Regions from separate parts of the Oryctolagus cuniculus genome. Here region 1 is linked to region 2. Evidence: chromatin contacts called from public Hi-C data. All regions are on one chromosome and are shown on one strand. Each heading gives the region's core, a stretch centred on a gene start, on an enhancer-like site or on the middle of the called end of the contact. The rest is flanking DNA. Distances are from core to core; before and after follow the strand shown.

Region 1 (5,619 bases), core at 2,676-5,175, 890 kb before region 2:
AATAAATAAATAAATAAATAAATATTTTTGGCCGGCGCCATGGCTCAATAGGCTAATCCCTCGCCTGCGGCGCTGGCACCCTGGTGTTCTAGTCACCGTTGGGGTGTTGGGGTCTGTCCCGGTTGCTCCTCTTCCAGTCTAGCTCTCTGCTGTGGCCTGGGAAGGCAGTGGAGGATGGCCCAAGTGTTTGGGCGCCTGCACCCACATGGGAGACCAGGAGGAAGCACCTGGCTCCTGGCTTCGGATCGGTGTAGCGCGCAGGCTGTAGCAGCCATTTGGGGGGTGAACCAACGGAAGGAAGATCTTTCTGTCTCTCTCTCTCTCACTGTCTAACTCTGCCTGTCCAAAAATATAAATAAATAAATAAATATTTTTTTAAAAAGTGTTATTATTTTGCCTAATTTGCACCATCTAGATCTTTCTTTTGTTGACACTGTATTTTACCTATACATCCTTCAGCATTCAACTCTAGGAAGAACATTTTTCTATGTAACCATGATTCCACGAGCACATCTAACAATACTAATCCCAGTTCTGGGCATCATCTAATGCACACTCTATATTCAGATGTCAGGAGATTTGCCTACCTGGGATCCCACCAAACAACAAGAATTGCGCTTGCATTTCATGATTCTTAGTTCTACTTAAATCTAAACCTTTACTCAACTGTACTTGCAAGCCTTTGACTTTCTGAAAACGCCCAGGACAGCTGTCTTACAGAATATCCATAGTATTGATTTATCTGGTTGTTTTCTACTAGTAAATTGTATATCCTGTAGACTAGAGAAGAAATATGAAGTCTGGATTCAATTCCAGCTAAACAATTTGGGCAAGAATATGTTCATTTTCATTATACCAGAGAACGCACAATATATGATTTTTCCATTGTCAGTGATGCGAATAACACCTTGGATAAGGTGTTAACTGCAAAAGCTCTCCACTGTGAAGTTGTATTTTCTCTTATTAAATAATACATTGCCATCAGTGTGAGCATTCAGTTCTTCACAGCCTTTCCACCTAATGATTTTCCCATGCATTGGTAATCATAATCCAAATAAGTAATTTCATTCAAGTGACAAAATATTGACTTCTCCATTTGCTATAGTTACCCTTTTAGAATGGCAGTATATATTGTGGAATCTTTATTTTAGTAACTTTAAGGAAGTGGTTGGTGGAAAAGCTACCTGCAATAATATCAAACGATGGCTTTAGGAAGGCGATTCTATTTGTGAGTACCATATCAAACTCATGAATTATGTGTTGGAATTACTAACATTAATTACATTTATTATTTTTAACTAAATATTTATTTTGAGGTGATTGTAGATTCACGTGTAGCTATAAGGAATAATACATAAAGAGCCCAAGAACCCTCTGCCCAGTTTCCCCCAATAGTAATATCTCGAAAACCTATAGTAGAATATCACAAGAATATTGACATCAATCATGTCAAGACGGTGAACATTTCTATCACTATAGGATCTCTCTTGCTGTCCTTTCATCTAATATTCTTTTTGGTGCTTTAACTGTTCAGACGTGAGGAAACAGAAAGCCCTTCAAGATCCGTATGTCCTTTTGACAAATCCCATTATCTTTGGTTTCATGCTTTCTGGCAGAACAAGATGTCTTTGAATTATCTGGATTTTCCTGCCAGAGGCTTGGGATCTGCCGTTGCTTCCAGGAGCCAATGGTATTTTGGGAGAAAAGGCTGAAGACTTGGGGAACTCAGTGCTACTCAGCTGTCATTGTTCTTGGACCCTGGCAAACAGAGAAATAGCTGGGATTGAACCAGCATCCTGATTTGGATGTAGTTTAATTCACTGTGGCACAATGCCATTTGGTTTTGTTTTAATATATACATATTTGATGTATAATTTACTTCGAGATAAAATAAGAAGTTGGAGCCTATGAAATACTTTACAACATAAGAAAATTTTTCACTCACTCCATTTAATTTTATTATTGCTCAGTGGACAAAATTCTACTTTGTGGTTTTCCATATAATTCTGAGAAAATATAATTTTATTATCATTTTACATGTACTGCAACATAACTTTGGAGAGTAGTCCAATATAAGTGAATTCTTTTAATAAATATTGTGGTTTGTATTCTGATATACTGCCCATAACTCCATCAGGGTCTCCCATGTAGGTGGTAGGGGCTCATCATCTGCTGTCTCCAAGGATATACTGGTAGGAAGCTGGATCACAAGTGGAGGTGCAGGAACTCCAACCAACACTCTGATATAAGACATGGATGACCCAAGCTATGACTTAATCCACTGCAACAAAATGCCCACCCTTTTCAAAACTATTTAAGGTACGTTTCCACCGACTCTACCTGTATTATGTTTCAATTTAGTCTTCATTATCTAACTTCATGTAATTTCAGGGATATTCTCATATAATTGTATTTTTAAAGGGGACCTTTGAATGTGCTTTATTCTTTTTTATCTCATTCCAAAATTTTGATTCAGTCTTTGGGTTACTCTAAGAATGAAGCAATGCAGATATCAGTGTAAAATATTTTCTAGTTTGGATGCTAGAATTAGTTACAGAGATGAACACTATAATACAAAATATTTCCTCCTAAGAATACTTTTACTCCTCTGTTTTGAGATCTGTCAGAAATCAAAATTGTAGTTAATTGCAGATTGGACACTTTGTCTTATTTCCTTAATGACAGCTGTATCTGTCAGCGAGTACAATACACATCTATAGCACAGCCATATGCAATGACATGTCTACATCTATCTATACCTACATCTATTTTTATATCTATAGCTATAGCATAATGCTCTCCCTTTAAATAAATTTCTTTAAAAATCTATTATTTCCTTCTAAAATGCCTGCACCAAGGAAAATAATTGTTCATGAATTCTTGATTGAGGCATATGAGAGATCTTCAAAAAGTTTGTGAAAGTGGATATTAATGGAAAAATTAAGCATGGATTTTGAGTTTTCTTTGCTCTGAAATTCCATTTTTTTTGCAAAGAACTTTTTACATAGCATCATGCTTTTCCAACTCTGGTGCCATTAAGAATGCTGGAAATAGGGATCAGGCATTTGGCACAATTAAGACTCCTCTTAGGGCTGGCGCCGTGGCTCAATAGGCTAATCCTCCACCTGCGGTGCTGGCACACCGAGTTCTAGTCCCGGTCGGGGCGCCGGATTCTGTCCCAGTCGCTCCTCTTCCTGTCCAGCTCTCTGCTATGGCCTGGGAGGGCAGTGGAGGATGGCCCTGCACCCGCAGCATGGGAGACCAGGAGAAGCACCTGGCTCCCGGCTTTGGATCAGCGTGGTGCGCTGGCTGCAGTGCGCCGGCCGCAGTGGCCATTGGGGGGTGAACCAATGGGAAAAAAAGGAAGACCTTTCTCTCTGTCTCTCTCAATCTCTCTCACTGTCCACTCCGCCTGTCCAAAAAAAAAAAAAAAAAAAAGACTCCTCTTAGAATAACAACTGCATTCTGGGGACGGTGCTGTGGCACGGAGGGTTAATGCCCTGGCCTTCCACTTCCAATCCAGCTCTCTGCTAAGCCCTGGGAAAGCAGTAGAAGATGGCCCAACTCCTTGGGCCCCTGCACCCTCGTGGGAAGACCCGGAGGAAGCTCCTGGCTTCGGATCGGCTCAGCTCTGGCCACTGCGGCTAACTGGGGAGTGAACCAACAGATGGAAGACCTTTGCCACTCTCTCTACCTCTCCTCTCTCTGTGTAACTCTGACTTTCAAAGAAATGAATAAATCTTAAAAAAGAAGAAGAAGAAGAAGAACTGCCTTCAATATAGAGTGTCTGGTTTGAGTCCTGGTTGTCTGCTTCTATCCGTCTTCCTGCTAATGTACATTCCAGGAGACAGCAGATGATGGCTCAAGTACTGAGATCCCTGATACCGATACTGGTGACCTAAATAGTTCTTGGTTCCTGGCCCTGTCCCACAGCTGGCATTTGGGAAGTGAATCCGGGGATTAAAGATGTCTCTCTGTCTCTATCTCTCTGTCTTTCAAATATAGAATAAAGAAATACGCAATATTTTACAAAAAGAATGTTGGAAAGAAAAGGTACTTCAGAGATGAGCTGTCCAAACTCAGCTCATGTTACTCATAAAGGTGGAACAGAGCGGGAATTCAGTTTTGGTACTTACCAGCTTTTCCCACCAGGGGGCAGCACAATGCAATGGTCAGATTCCGATTTGATTCTAAGTTTTGCCACAACCTGGATGACGAGGGGCGGGTGTCAACTTCATCAAATTGTGTTTCCATATGTGCAAAAATTAGTATCTATTTTATGGAGGTGCTAGGAGGATTAAAGTGAAACGAAATATTGCATAGCTCTTAGAACAGAATCTGACACAAAATAAATGCACCCTATCAAATCTTGTTAGCTACCATAGTTTCTGTACCTTTTAAATGTAATTGCTCTTGCTTTTCATGCTGTCTATTTTTGGAATAATTTAGAATTTATATTATATATGATAATACTTAAAAAGTTCAAGGGGAATGCACATTATTTTAAAAAACTATGCATTGATTTCAAAATGTTTTGAACCAAAATAAACTTATCTGTTAATTCCATTTTCCACAAACTTTTTGAAGTACCCTTATCCTATGTCTTACACACACACACACACACACACAAATACATGTGTACATACACATATGCACAGGGATACATATCCATAAACTTTCAAAAACACGTGCACACATATACACACATAGGTACACACTCATATATACATACACACATATCTATATAGGCACATAACCTCACATACTTTTCCTTTGATCCTCTTTTTTTAATATCTTAACTACTTTTCATTTTGAAAATTCAAATTGTTTGTTTGTTTGTTTGTTTTTGCTTAACTCCTAAGAATAATCATTCCCCTTTTAACTCCAGCTAAGAGTTCTGGCAATAATTCAGACGTGACAAGTAGATGATCTTGTGAGGCTTGAGAATGGCACTCCACAGCTGAGCAGCTCCTGGAGCAGGGCTCCTAAGGGTTTCATAACGAGGACTGTCTTCAGTTTCATGCACACTGGATCCCTCTCCTGTGTGTCTGTGTATATTTGGAAATAAAGGAGGAGGAATGGAGTGGGGGCAAAGACGGACTTCTTGTAGACAGGTATGGGACACAGGTTTCAGGGCTGATAGAAACAATTCAAAGATAATCCAGATACATAAATAAATCTGGTCGGCCAGCACCGCGGCTCACTAGGCTGATCCTCTGCCTGTGGCGCCAGCACCCCGGGTTCTAGTCCTGGTTGGGGTGCTGGATTCTGTCCTGGTTGCTCCTCTTCCAGTCCAGCTCTCTGCTGTGGCCCGGGAGTGCAGTGGAGGATGGCCGAGGTCCTTGGGCCCTGCACCCGCAAGGGAGACCAGGAGGAAGCATCTGGCTCCTGGCTTCGGATTGGCGTAGCAGTCATTTGGGGAGTGAACCAACAGAAGGAAGACCTTTCTCTCTGTCTCTCTCTCACTGCCTAACTCTGCCTGTCAAAATCAATCAATCAATCAATCAATCAGGTCCCCAGATTCAAGACTAGCCATCTCTGCAAACGCTGTCTGCCACTTGTTCACCTGACTCTGAGCTTCACCTTCGAGGTGCACAGCGGTGGGCGAGACGACGCGGC
Region 2 (5,122 bases), core at 439-2,938:
AGTTCGCATATCTTCAATAATTTTCACACACTGCATAGACACAGAACACGGAGGCCACAGCCCCAAGGCGCAGAGCGGGGAGCACGGATGCCCCAGAAAAATGAGTAATGATTCTGAAGTCCATGCATTGGAGGTGCAGTCAAAAGGCTTCAGAATGGAGTCCAGATCGAATTCTCCCGGCAGTCCCCGGACTCCGCAGGAGACAGGCAGGGCGCGTCCACGTGACAAATGAACTCCACACCTCTGGCTTGCTGTGAAGACAGGAGAGCGCTAACCCTGGATGCTACAGGATGCAAGAGCCCGATTCGGTAACTGTGCTACACAACTTGGAGCCAGCCACCTGCAAGCGCACCGCTCTGAGCTTACTTAGGAATGAGCACAGCCTGCTCTCTGGGAACCCAGGCAGGCAGTGTTCGCGCACAGGTGCCCATTCAGGTCCCCACCGCCAACGCCACCGACGCTGGGGGCCTCAGGGTCCTCATCCAGGACCCAAGATGTCCGGGTCATCCTGAGAGCCGGAGCCCTGGGTACTGTGAGGCAGCCCAAGCCTAGAAGACGAGTGCCCGGGCGGGCGGACAGGAAGGCTAAAGGGACGGTGTGAGGCGGCCGGGGGACAAGGGGCAGGCGGTGGGCGGCCGCGAAGGCTCTGGGGCCCAGAGGGACAGGCGGGCAGGGGACACCAGTGTGGGCGAGAGGAGAGGAAGGTCCACGAGGCCCTCTCCCGCCGTCTCTGGCCGGCGTGCTGCATCTGCCTCATTTCCAAGAGGGCCGGGACCCTGCCTCCGTCCCAGCCCCTGCGCCCACACCGACGCGGCGCGCTGGGCCGCGGGCGCTCGGGCGACGGCGCCGGGCGGCTCCGCGCGCGGCCGCTTCCCGCCAGGCCGCTGCTGCCCCCGCGCGGCGGAGCCGGGGAGCGGCCGCCCGCCCGCCCGTCGCGGGTCTGCGTGCGCAGCCGGGCCCGGGCCGCCGTGCAAGAGCCAAGCGGGCCCCTCACGGGCGGAAAGTGCCACGCAGGGGTTGGGCACTGCTTGAACAAGGAAAAGTCTGGCGACGTGGCGTCTGAAAATGCGCTCGGGGTTCCCATTGGAGTCACAGCGTGCCACTTGTGGAGCGGAGCGAGCCCTCGCCTTGCCGCCGTCGTCGACGGGGCCTTCGGCGTCTCCCTCAGTACAAGCGGCAGGGACTCCGGGGAGGCCCAGCCCGGAAGACCTAGTGAATGCGCCATTTTGCGTTTCTCTTTAATTAAAAAAAAAAAAAAAGTAAGTTCTCTATGCTTGGGAAGGCACAGGCGCTGCGCAGGGAGCGAGGCTGGGCTAGGAAACCGCGTGGTCCCTCGCACACGTGTCCGAACCACCCGTGACTCAGTTTCCCCGTCTGTAACGTGGGCACGCCCTCTCAGGAGCGGGTTGTGCCACCTGCCATCCCTCCCACCCGCGCTCCCCAGCAGGCTTCGCCGGCTCCTGGTTGCTTTGTAAGCCGCTGGGGCTGTGACTCTTGGATTCACAGGCCAGATGGTCCCGGCAGGCCCGGGTTTGCGTGCTCCCCGGACACGCAGGGCCCCGAGGAGGGCAGGGATGGTCATGGCGACGGCCACAGGGCCGGGGCTCTTCGTGTCTGCTGAGGCAGCCAGGGCGCTGGACGGGCAGAAGGGAAGCGAGGCTCGGGCGGGCGTGCGAGGCCTTCCACCTGGTCCAGGGCAGCCGAGGGGGCCCCAAGGGACCTCGCGGCCGGCGGGGGAGGGTCCTCCCGGGAGCCCACGCCCATGCGTGGGAGCGACAGGGCACGAGGGCCAGTGGGATGGGCCTGGGGGGCCTACGGCGCGCGCGGGGGAGGCACCCCTTCCTGGGGAAACTCCCAGGGCTCCTGCCAAGTGCAGGCCTCGAATTCGGAGGCCTGGGTTCGCTTCCTAATGCGGATGTCATTTATTGGAGGTGGTAGGAAGGAGGACGCGGACGGGACCCCGTGCCTGCGGGCCCGGCCCATTGCTGCGTGCGGATCCGTGCTGGACTCGTCCCTGTCCAGGAGCGGGCCATGCAGAAGGTAAAACATTCCCCGGCCGTGGGCACGTAGCTCTCTCAGTTCGGGTTTATCACTCAAGGGGAGAAGACAGCTGGAAACCGCTTCAGGCTTCCCCACGGAGCCAAATGAGAAACGACGGTCACACATCGCCCCCTGGCGTCTGTGAGCGTTTACTGCACCCCGCCTGCGTTGGAAGGCGCAGGTGGAGCTGTTTTCAGACCTTAGACGCCTCCTTCTCGGCTTTGGCTTTGGTTCTTTCACCAAAAGTCAGGGGCAGTTTTTGCTGTTCTGCAGCCCATCTACACACCTGTTGGTCATGCACCCTCAGACGCAGAAAACCGCAGAAAAGGAGAGGTCAGCTCTTCTCCATTACCCTCCCTGGCTTCTACCTCATCCCACTTGGGAAGTGGTTTATGGGGTGGTGAAAAATATATGTAGTTTCTTTTCCCATAGCAATCACACCTCCATAAAGTGTTTTAGTTAAGTAATTATTTTCTTTGAAAGGCCAGACAGAAAGAGACAGGAAGAGAGATCTTCCATCCACTAGTTCATTCTCCCAAATGCCTGGGTCAGGCTGCAGCCAGGAGGCAGGAACTCCGTGTGGGATCTCCCATGTGTGTGGCAGGGACCCAAGTCCTCAAGCCATCACCTGCTGCCACACAGAATATGCATTAGCAGGAAGCTGGATTGGAAGAGTAGAGCTGGGATCTGAGACCCAGGGACTGTGGTTAGGGGTGTGGACCCCCAAATGTCCCCTCTTGTAATTTTTTTCTTTTTGAAAAAGCATGGGCTTAGCGGACAGATCATTGCAGTGCCCAGTAGCAGAGTAGAGAGTGGGTGTGTTGCTTAGCACAGCATCACTATGCTGAGAAGCCAGAGTGAAAAACAGAGCGGTCTCCAGGAGCTCTTGGGCAGGGGAGGAGGTGAGCCCCAGGAGGGCATTTTGAAAGCGATGTGGTAAAAGCTACAGGAGAGCTTGGTCTTGGGAACGGCTTCACTGAGAAGGGGAGGTATCACGGTTGTTGCATCCAGTGGTTGTGAACCTAAGTAGATGACGTGGACCACTTATCTAGTGCAGTGTCTGCCCCATGAAAAGCAGTAGGTGGTGGTCACTCGGTTTCTAGGGAGTCTTTCTCAGTTGGGAGCAGCAGTGCCCCTGAAAACAGGTGGACATGGTGTTGCTGGCATGGGGGAAGGGCTGCCTGGGCCAGCACTGTTCAGTGGAAATGCAGGGAGAATCACAAACTCAAGCCACTCATGTGATATACATCCTTTTTAAACTGTGAAATTAACTTTCGCATATATTTTATTTACTCCTAGGTGAGTACATACAAGTTATTCTCAGTGTGCAGTCAGTTAAATATAAGATCTTTGATCTTTTGTCTTCACCGCCATGTCTTCACAGTCCTCTGCGTATACCACCTTCGAAACATATCCCAGTCTCTACCACGTTGCGATTGCTCAGTTGTCCGTTTGGCTCGCAGCCACCCTAATGAGCGGTGCAGCTTTATTTATTTTAGAGAGAGGCAGTGCCACCACCCAGTAGTTCATTCCCCAAATACTTACAACAGACCAGGCACCAAAACTGGAAGCCAAGAACTCAATCCAGTCCTCCCACATGGGTGGGAAGAACTTGAGTCAACACCCTATCTCTCACTGTCTGTATTAGCAAGAGGCTGAAGTCAGGACCCAGAGCCAGGGTTCAAACCCAGGAACTCCAGCATGGGCTGCAGGCAGGCGTCTCAACCCCTGAGTCAATGGACTCCTGCCTGAATGGCAGCTTTTAGAGGTATTGCCGGACCCTAGCAAGCCTCCTAGGCATGGCAGAAGGACAAGATACCAACTCCTATCTCTGGTTCAGCTGGAGGCTTTATGCTGGCTATTGCCAGTTTGGCTCTAGGAGACACTAAGTCAGTGCTTGTCAAAGGAGGCTCAGGGATCACCTGCTTCAGAATCCTCTGGGCTATTAAACAAGAAGCCAGGTCCCTTAGCCTTATCCTACCCAAACAGTGGGCGTCCAGGAGTCTGCATTGTAAATAAGCCCCTCAAGTGGTGTTGCGGTCTCACCTCTTTCCTTTCCAACATGGAAAATGCATTACCTTGGAGCATGAGAGACTGTCTTCCTTGTGTTTCTGCATTTGGATTTGTGTCTGGATGAAGCATGGGGATTAATCATTAGGGGTGTGGTCAAGTCTCACCAGGCTTTCTCTGTGCTACTTAGATGCTCTTCACCTGCAGTTTAAGCCCAGCTATGTTCAATCACTTACCTCAGCCTGCTGTGTTCTCTTCCAACCTGAGCAACTAGGTCCAGGCACATGGGGTGAATTTCCCACACCTGAGACCATAGATCTGCCCTCCAGAGGAAAACAGAGCCCTTGGTACATCCGGGGCTCCCAACGCTCCAAACATCTGCCCCTGGAGTGTTCTCTCACCTGCTCGGCCCTTCTTACCCAGAAGCTCCCAAGAAAGGCATTTCTACTAACTAGTTGCTATAGTCTGACTATGTCCTCCCACATTCATGTTTTGGAAACCCAGTCCCCAGTACAACAGTGTTGGGATGTGGGGCCTTTAGGGAGGTGTCTGGATTAATGCCACCATAAAGGGTGTGACTGAGGGAGTTCCTCTCTTGTTGCTCTTCTTCTCCCCTGCCCTGTGAGGACATGGTCCTCCCTTCTGGAGGACACAGCAACAACACCCTCACCAGACGCCAGATGCCTCTGCCATGCCCATTCCAGGATGGTAGGAACGAAACTTATGTTCTTTATAGTTTGCCTGCTCTGTGGTGTTCTGCTATAACAGCATGAAACACACCAAGACACTTGTCCTTCCCTGCGTTCTCTCTGCCCCTTGTTGACCCTCCTGCCATGAAAGTTCCATGGGTGGAGACAGAAGTGCAGAGATGAGACAGTGCTACAACAGGAAAACTTACAGAGAACAAGACAACTCATATTCTCAGGGAGTTGGGTGTCTCCAAAGTTACAGGCCCCTGCCCGCTTGCCATAAAGGAGCCAGTTCAAGGGAATGCTACAGACTCCCTCCCACTTGTTATCAAAGGGTCAGCTGGGTCTAAGCGAACCAGTACTGACTCTAGAAATTGGTTCCT

What was found. Hi-C and Micro-C count contacts between places; a contact is called where the count stands out from the background.
Region 1: a contact with region 2 is called in a Hi-C map of psoas muscle, with 6 times the contacts expected there. The contact joins two enhancer-like sites. A contact is called at or near these places in 4 of 6 Hi-C or Micro-C datasets (ear pinna, embryonic fibroblasts, psoas muscle and 1 more).

What each region holds. Positions count from the first base shown.
Region 1 is chr16:32,823,742-32,829,360 of mOryCun1.1, reverse strand. No RefSeq gene overlaps it. Among named protein-coding and RNA genes, the nearest start is that of C16H7orf25, 12 kb to the left of the region's middle. Within about 2 kb of position 3,925, at least 1 of the 8 cell types and tissues checked has an H3K27ac peak or open chromatin away from gene starts, as enhancers often do.
Region 2 is chr16:31,934,282-31,939,403 of mOryCun1.1, reverse strand. No RefSeq gene overlaps it. Among named protein-coding and RNA genes, the nearest start is that of INHBA, 230 kb to the right of the region's middle. Within about 2 kb of position 1,688, at least 1 of the 8 cell types and tissues checked has an H3K27ac peak or open chromatin away from gene starts, as enhancers often do.